2 separate regions of the Xenopus laevis genome follow, and region 1 is linked to region 2. The links are chromatin contacts, called in public Hi-C maps. All regions are on one chromosome and are shown on one strand. The core of a region is the stretch at or near the end of the contact, and the rest is flanking DNA. Distances in the headings are between cores, read along the strand shown. Region 1 holds the start of rpl34.S (ribosomal protein L34 S homeolog). Region 2 has its middle 29 kb from the start of anxa5.S.

Region 1 (4,977 bases), core at 965-3,464, 220 kb before region 2:
TTTTAAGGGGCTAGTGCCTTATCAATATGACTTACTATAATTGGTTGAACCAAATTACTGCCTTATTACAAGGTTTGTTACCTGTTCCTGGAAGATTTCTAGCAAGAGTGACCAAAGTGGTTTTTCAGTATTTGCATTGCACTCTATTTAAATGTTTTTTATGTTTCTATCAGTGATGTGTGGGTCAAACCGATACCCGCAGGTCGGGCCAACCATGGCCATTGAGGTTTTCTCTACCCCCACATTACTAAAATATGTTGGTGTTTTGTCATCAACATACATTTATACAGTCATGCAGCATTATCCCCAGAATACTTGTCCAGTAATGTCTATGAAGACACTGCCACTTTACCTCCAAAACAGTTACCCGTGTCTTGGGAAAATACATCTTAAAGGAACAGTTCAGTGTAACAATAAAAACTGGGTAAACAGATAGGCTGTGCAAAATAAAAAAAATGTTTCTAATATAGTTAGTCATAAATGTAATGTATAAAGTCTGGAGTGACTGGATGTCTAACAGAACAGAACACTGGGGCCCTCCGACGGGCTTCCCTGATCGATATCTAACCGAAAGTCAGCCAGATGTAAAATCGGGCAGGATAAAAAAAAAAACCCGCCAGATCACGGCCGCATCTGTTCGTTTATGCGGTCCTCGCGATCTGACCGCCCGTATTGTCTCCATTCTGATCGGATGGTTGGGCCACCTCAATATGGGCATATCTTGGAGAGATCCACTCGATTATTGACATCGCCAAACGAGTGGATCTCCCTGTGTATGGCCACCTTTAGTCAGCGACTTGAAGGGGGGCCCATAACTGTTCAGTGAGTTGCAACTGATCCTTAGCATGCAGCTCAGATTCAAAAGCAACAGATATGACCCATGTGCCCCCCCTCAAGTCTCTGATTGGTTACTGCCTGGTAACCAATCAGTGGAAACCAAGAGAGATGCAAAGCAGGAAGTAGTGTTCTGTTATGTTAGACATCCAGTCACTCCAGCCTTTATACATTACATTTTTGCTTAGCTATATTAGAAACATTTTTTATTTTGCACAGCCCATTTGCACTTTTTTTTTTTTACGCTGAACAATTCCTTTAAATGTGGAGCAGACCAGTTACATTCTAGTGACAGCTCTGTATATAAACATATGAGGAACAATTCCAACCGTATAGGAATCTTTCCTTTGTTTTCTAGGGCTCACATTTCTACATTATCCATCATCACCATACCCCCACGTGCACAAGTCTAGATATCCAACGCTTATCCTATTGGACATGCACGGCAATAAAGCCATCAGGACACTTTGCATTCTGTCAACTTAAATGGTTCTCTAAAAATACAAGATTCTTTCATTTCACCTGTCACTGGCAGCACAGGATTTCTTCTCAGGAACAAAAAGTTAGAAAGTAAAGGCATATAGGGGGAAATTAGTGTCTGCATTGGGGAATACTGTTACATAGCTGCTTCTGTTCAGATCCCCAATGAGACGGCACCAGTTCACTGCTATTATTGGGTCAACTTAATAAACATTCCCTTGGAATATGTCACATGAAGCTGCTGGGATGCCCACACACATCTATAAACTGAATACAAAGCAGGGAAACTAACACACACATCTATAGACTGAATACAGAGCAGGGAAACTAACACACACATGTATAGACTGAATACAGAGCAGGGAAACTAACACACACATCTATAGACTGATTACAGAGCAGGGAAACTAATAGCATTAAACACAGACTTTGCTGCTGCCACTAGACTAGAGGCAATGAAAACAAGAGCCTTCACGTTACAATAGAAAGCGAAGACAACGAGGAAAAAGCTAAAGAGACAGAGAAACACCATGCTTCAGTCACAGCTTATCTAGGTGCCTCTGCTACACATCGCACTCAAGTCTGCGGCTACTCGCACGTTTCAAGCTGCGATTCATGTTTTGTCCCACGTGCTCAAGGAAGCAGTGCCCGGAAAACTGCAGCTAAAGTAGGCCTTAGAAAACCTGCAGCTCCCATCCCAGGCTCGCCCCGTTATGGACTCAATTTGCGGACAATATAATCCTAAAATAACTGGGCTCACGCCACACGTAGAAAACGAGACATTAACAGGCGGAACGAGGAACACACCGACAAGGATGGAGACGGATAGTAAACTCAGAGAGCAGCTGCAATTGAAGCAAAGACGGCCATACCTGGAACCGCCGTCACCGGAAGAGAAAGGAAGGAGAAGCGGAAGAAGCGTATAGGAAGAACATCGAGTCACGCCCACTTGTCTCTGTAGGGAAATCGTAGTTGTGCGGGAGTTTATGATGAACTATCGGTGCTGGCTGCTAAATATACAGATAGTTCTTATTCATGGAACGTTACTATTACTAATACAGTGTGCGTGGTTGAAAGGGCGGCCGGTTCCTCGCTATTTGGGCAACTCCAGGGTTTCCGGGTCTGTAAACCAGCCAAAGTCGGCTCCAAAAGTAGCCAAGAAGCACTTCAAAAGTAGCACAAAAACAACACAATATGGGGAGTGAGAAAAATTCTAAAGAAATTAATGAATTTATGTGAAAATACACCTTTTTGAATTTTTCACTTTGACAAATGTTCCCAAGAAGCAGAATGGGAGAGATTCACCCGTCACCAGGGATGTAACTACAGAGGGGGAGGTATAGGGGTCCCATAAGGCTCTAATACATATACAATTTCAGTAAATATTGGTAAAAAAAGGAGGAAAGTCACTGCAGAGAGGGATGGGAGATGGGGGTACAGAGCCCAAAATCTGGTAAGTCAGTCTCATTGCATGCTGGGTATTGTAGTTCTACATTAAACTTAGCAGTTGGCAAATTGTTGAACAAAAACTACATTACCCAACATGCATTGGGAGATACACGCTTGGCATTTTAGGGCAAGAAAAAAACTTTGGCAGGTTTCCAAAGTACAAACCAACCAAAGGCCCAAAAAGTAGCCCAATTGGCTGGAAACCTGGCAACCCTGGTGAACTCAATTCTTGTCACGTGGTTATTTTTTTTGTCACCGGGTCCGTACGCTTTATATTTACGGTACTCTTAGTAGAGCTGCTCTATGGTCATGTTTAGTCCTGGGGGCTGGGGTTCAAAATAGTCCCTGGCAAGTCAAGTACACAGAGACCCTAACAGCTCCCACCAGCCCAATAAATTTTCACTGTCTATCTTGTGTCTCCATTATACTACAAATTAACAGTCTCCAAACTAATTTGCATATATTACTGCTTTTGCAGCACCTGCCCTATAAGTGTGCACTTTAAAACTAAATTCACAAAACACTCTCAAAAGTAAAGAAACTAAAATTGATTTACCTGGTATATAGCTTTCATGTTCCATCAATCTCTGCTATTTCTGCAGAAATGTATTAACCAATGCCAGGTCTCATAACCCATACATCTGTTGGCTTACTACATTTTTTGGGTTTTTGTAATACAAAGGTATAATCATACAAAAAGACTTGGCTACAGAACACTATATTAATGATGTAAATACACACTATAGTATGTTAGAGACCTCTAGTGACCAAAGAGAGGTAAAACATTATACTCAAAGAAGTTTCTCTATATTCATGCTCTTTAAAACATTTTTAATGGAGCCTAACACATTTCATGCTTATCCAGCGCTTAGGCAATCCATATGGGGATATTGTAATTTTAATATAATTTTTTTTTAAAGAGTATAGATATAGAGAAAATTCTTTGAGTTTAATGTAATAAAAAGGCACTACGTTTGCCCAGGGGCACTAACTAGTGATGTGGACCCCCTCAACCCGCTCTGGCACATGGAAAGGTAAGCTCAGAGAGGCCAGAGACCTCAAAAGTCCCATATCAACCAATCAGCAGGTAGAATTTACCAGTCACTTGTTTAATGCAAGCATCTTGTTGGTTCACAATACTGGAGTGCTCTACCTGTGAGGTTTCCACTTGTTGGAAGTGGTGGGTGCTCAACCAGAAATCCCCTTCCTTGCACAGGGACAAAAGTCAGTATAGACAAAATCCAGAAGCAGACCAAAAATAGTTGCTGCATGAAAATAGGTGATTTATTTAGCCCATAAGCATTTCACAAACAAGGCAACGTTTCCGACCCCCTTTATCAAGCATCTTATTGGTTGTCATAGGTTACTGCTCCTAGGCATATTTAGTGCCTTAAATTACTTATGGGGGGTTACAGTCTTCATATCATGCTGTCCTGGGTCAGACTTTAAGCAAATGTAAAAAAAAAAATTAGGTGGTGGCATCTCTGTTGCGCATGCGCATTCTTGTTATTACTCAAAATAGCACACATTAGATCCCAAAATAGGTAAAAAATAACAATTTCTCGCACACTTTTCCAAATCCATGTTATGACTCACAATTGCTACACATCATGTCTGTTTGATGGCCAAGATACATCAAAAAAATTACATCATAATTCATGTTACTGTGCACAATTAAATCGCAAATAGGCCATTTCTTGTTTAAGAGCCCCAGATACAGTCTAAGTCTGGTGTCCCATGAATCTGTTATATACTAGAAAAAATAGAGAAAATAAAAAAATTTCAATATACAAAAAACATTATACCAAAAAAAGTTTTTTACAATTATATAACAACCCTCAAGAGACATATTCTTTATTAAACCTTGGAATATACAATTGGATTTGAAGAATATCTATATCTCAAGATAAGAGCAGAACATACCTATCCCGGTTCATGATCTAGTATGGATAGAAAAATTGGATAGAAAAATTCGTACTGGATGAATCAAAGAAAATATCCATAATAGGAGCCGATTAGAGTTGCAGCAGTCATTATCTGCTCTGTAAAAAACAGGACAGATTTAACGAATCTTTAAGACCCATAGGGGTCACAGTGTTAAGCCGAAAGATCCATTCTACCTCCTTTCTCAGTAACAGAGTGTTTTTATCTAGTCCCCCACTCGACCCTGTAATTTGGTCGATCCCCATAAGTCGAAGAGATGATATATTGTGT
Region 2 (4,492 bases), core at 921-3,420:
CCAGTAGAGAGCAGATTTATCAAAGGTCGAGGTGAATTTTCGAATTGAAAAAATTCGAATTATTTTTTTTGTGTACTTCGACTAGGGAATAGTCCAAAATTCGATTCGAATTTATAATGTACTGTCTCTTTAAAAATTTGACTTCGACCATTTGCCATCTAAAACCTGCTGAATTGCTGTTTTAGCCTATGGGGGCCTCTTAAGAACCTATTTGAATGCGCTATTACTTTGATTCGAATTCGGCTGAATATGGACCTATTCAATCGAAAATGGACCTATTAGACCAAAATAAACCTCTGACTTAATTTCGGTTGGTCTTTTTGAATTTGATTTTCGAAGTTTTTTCAATTCAAAATTCGACCCTTGATAAATATGCCACTGCATGATAAATTTCGATATTCAAATTTTCGCATTTTTTTTCAAATTCGAATCGAATTTGGACTATTCCCTATTAGAATTTTTTGAATTTGAAAATTCACCTCGACCTTTGATAGATCTGCCCCTAACTGTAACAGGAAGAAGTGTGGAAGCAAAAGACAGAACTCAGTCTGATTTGTTCTTTTACTACTTTATTTAATCTGAATGGTTAGTGGCAGATCAGAAGATTAGACGTCCGATCGTTCATCAGATACAAGGGTAAGATCTGCTGAGCTTATCTGAGCGTTTGTCTTTTAGATGAGGTCAGTGACCCTCATTTGAAAGCTGGAAAGAGTTATAAAAAAAATAAGGCAAATAATTGAAAAAGCATATATATATATATATATATATATATATATATATATATATATATATATATATATATATATAAAGCAAGGCCAATTGAAAGGTTGCTTAGAATTGGCCATTCTATAACATACCAAAAGTTATCTTAAAGGTGAACCACCCCTTTAGATTTTCTGACACTAAAGCTAAACTGTGCCCTTCCAGCAGTTCATTAGTAATAAGACTAGTGCCCATGTTATAAAACTCGACCCCTAGAGTTGCCAAGCAGATGGTTCTGTTTATCCTAAAGTGCCTGGAACAGGAGGCCTCCAAATGAAAAGCGGATTTGTGCTAATCATTAAAAACCCATTAACTCACCCTCTCGTTAAATACAGCCAGCCTGCCAAGTCTCCAATGGTGAATAACGTTTTCTCTTTGATGCACCATATTATTAATGGGGTCTTTTTTTAAAAAAAAGGTAAAACCTTCTATTGGAATTATCTGGATAGTTGTTAAGGCCTTATACTAAAAAAAAACAAAAAAAAAACAGGGACTGTTTATTATTTTTTCTACAAGAACTGGGCCGTGTGTCAGCCCTCTACTGGCTTGTTCTGATCACAGTTTGTTCTGATCACATTCAGCCTAAGCAAATACAGAGGGAAGTCTCATGTTCAGATATGAGACCTGTTATCCAGAATTCTCAGGACCTGGGGTCTTCTGGATAAGGGATCTTTCTGTAATTTAGGGCAGAGACACACGGTCAGATACAGGGAGATTTGTCCCGGCGACAAATCTCCTCTTCTTCGGGCGACATTTCCCCAAACTGCCTCCCGCTGACTAGGATGTTAATCGCTGGTGGGATGGCGCTCAGAGTGCTTTGTTTTTCTGAACTTGCCCGAAATTGCCTTACGAGGAAACTTCTGGGGACTTCGGAAAACAAACCGCTGCCACCCCGTCGGCAATTTACATTCTAGCTGTCGGGAAGGCAGTTTTTGGGAGATTAGTCTCCCCGAAGAAGAGGAAATTTGTAGCCGGGCGACTAATCTCCCTGAATCTGACCGTGTGTCTCTGCCTTTAGATCTCCATAATTTATACATACTTTTTATATTGTTAATTAAATGAATAGGCAATCCATATGTTCGACACAAGTCCTACTTGAAATCTTAATAAAGTTGATAAAAGTGTATATAACGTCCCTTTAAAGGTACTGTACATAAAATTGGGCAGTTGCTTCCCACAGTGTAGAATGGTTGTGAGTTGGAAGGTTCCACTGTGGTGCAACGCTTGCTAGTATATACACACACACACACACAACTTTTCTCATGGGGAGGCAAGAACTATAATAAACTGAAAACTGTTTATTCGGTTCAGTACCTTGTGCTGCTGCTCTATATTTAGCATTATCAAAATGTTTGGCCATGGAGTATCCTATCTATTCATTTCCAAGAGAAAAAGATCCGAGCAAAGCAATTTCCAGACAGAGTTCCCTGCTATTTTTGTATCAGTGCTATTGCAGGGTTGTGGCTCCAGAGACAGACAACAGTGATGTGTTGCTACTTCCTATGTGTTATTCATGGCTTTGTGTAAATACTGTGGGCAAATGTTTGATGGGATCTGGCTGTTGTACAGTGGGTAAATGTTTGTTTCCTGAATAAAGTCACCTAAAAGACCCACCAAAGCAAAACTTATACATTGAAAATTCTGCCATGTCAGCCCATCGTTACACAAATATTAACATTTACATTATCTCCTGAACAACCGAACAGCAAAAAGAAATGAAGTCACGAACAACCAAAGTCCTGAAGAGGCGAAAAGACCCAAAGTCACGAAAGGAGGCGAAGTTGAAGTCCTGAAGCCACAAGTTCAATTCTACTGAACACCAATGTGAGTTTTTATTTTTTTTTAATCCCCTGGCCACCAATGTATTATTATAATACTCTATAGGCCCCTACCACCAATGTTTTTTCTTTTAAACAAATATTCTCTGGGTCCCCATTTTTTTTTTTAACTTGTAAGGGGGCCCTGGCGCCAATGTTTTTTTAAAAAAAATATTCTCTGGGGCCCCAATTTTTTTTTCAAATTTAAAAAAAAAAAAAGCTTTTATGGGGGGCCCTGATGCAAATGGGCTTTTTTTTAATTTATAGGGGGGCCCTGGTCACCAATTATTTTTTTTTAACTTGTAGGGGGCCCCTGACACCAATATTTTTTAAAAAAAACAACTTTTATGGGGGGGGGCCTGGCACCACAGTTTTTTTTAACTTACAAGGGGGCCCTGACCATCAATAGCTTTTTATAACTTGTGTGTGTAGGGGGGTTACTTTTTTTTAGCGCTTATGTCTGTGTGGTCTTTTAACTGTGGTGTGGAGTGGGCGGAATCTGGGGTGGGCCCAGGGGGCCCCGAAAATGTTGTTGTTCGGTCCCCTGTGATTTCTAATAGCGGCCCTGCTCCTGTCCATCACAATACAGCAGAGTGTAGCACTATTTTCAGCCTCAGTCAGGTATGCTCACCAATGCTAATATTACTACACAGAGACGATGAAAACATAATTATGCCTCTTTATAGGTCCCTGGTGAGGCCTCATCTGGAGTATGCAGTTCAGTTTTGGACTCCAGTCCTTAAAGGAAAACTATACCCCCAAAATGAATACTTAAGCAACAGATAGTTTATATCAAATTGAATGACATATTAAAGAATCTTACCAAACTGGAATATATATTTGCATAAATATTGCCCTTTTACATCTCTTGCCTTGAACCACCATTTCGTGACTCTATCTGTGCTGCCTCAGAGATCACCTGACCAGAAATACTACAACACTAACTGTAACAGGAAGAAGTGAGGAAGCAAAAGGCAGAACTCTGTCTGTTAATTGGCTCATGTGACCTTGCATGTGGTTTGTATGTGTACACAGTGAATCTTACGATCTCAGGGGGCGGCCCTTATTTTTTAAAATGGCAATTTTCTATTTATGATTACCCAATGGCACATACTACTAAAAAAGTATATTATTATGATAATGGTTCATTTACATGAAGCAGGGTTTTACACATGATCTGTTTTACTCAGTATCTTTTAATAGAGACCTACATTGTTTGGGGGGTATAGTTTTCCTTTAAGAGGGATATAAATGAGCTGGAGAGAGTGCAGAGATGTGCAACTAAACTGGTTAGTGGGATGGAAGACTTAAATTATGAGGGTAGACTGTCAAGGTTGGGGTTGTTTTCTCTGGAAAAAAGGAGCTTGCGAGGGGACATGATTACACTTTACAAGTACATTAGAGGACATTATAGACAAATAGCAGGGGACCTTTTTACCCATAAAGTGGATCACCGTACCAGAGGCCACCCCTTTAGACTAGAAGAAAAGAACTTTCATTTGAAGCAACGTAGGGGGTTCTTCACAGTCAGGACAGTGAGGTTGTGGAATGCACTGCCGGGTGATGTTGTGATGGCTGATTCAGTTAATGCCTTTTAAGGAAAGGCAAAAAACATCACCTATCTACCTCTAATGTACTCCTCAATATCTCCTAAATCGCTAAAGTTTTAACTCACCCAGGCCAATCCTATCGTTTGAAATCCGTCTTGTTGTTCTGGTCGCATTTGTGATAACACAGGCGCCATGTTTGTAAAGTACAGGAAGCTTCCCTCTGCCTCATTCTCCTTGTTGCGCATGTGTGGGAAAAAAAAGCCTTGACCCCAGGAGCGAATATTTTCCCAGAGCTGCGCACCACAAGCTTTTTATTATATATATTGTCCCCTCACTGCGCACCAAAAATCATTGCTTGCTGTC

The links. Hi-C and Micro-C count contacts between places; a contact is called where the count stands out from the background.
Region 1: a Hi-C map of the XTC cell line shows a contact between it and region 2, with 3 times the contacts expected there. The contact joins the promoter of rpl34.S here to the enhancer-like site in region 2. A contact is called at or near these places in 2 of 4 Hi-C or Micro-C datasets (the XL177 cell line and the XTC cell line).

What each region holds. Positions count from the first base shown.
Region 1 is chr1S:55,552,316-55,557,292 of Xenopus_laevis_v10.1, reverse strand. rpl34.S (ribosomal protein L34 S homeolog) reads right to left here and starts at 2,214. Exons shown (of 5, transcript NM_001093842.2): 1 at 2,187-2,214.
Region 2 is chr1S:55,336,744-55,341,235 of Xenopus_laevis_v10.1, reverse strand. No RefSeq gene overlaps it. Among protein-coding and RNA genes, the nearest start is that of anxa5.S, 29 kb to the right of the region's middle. Within about 2 kb of position 2,170, at least 1 of the 7 cell types and tissues checked has an H3K27ac peak or open chromatin away from gene starts, as enhancers often do.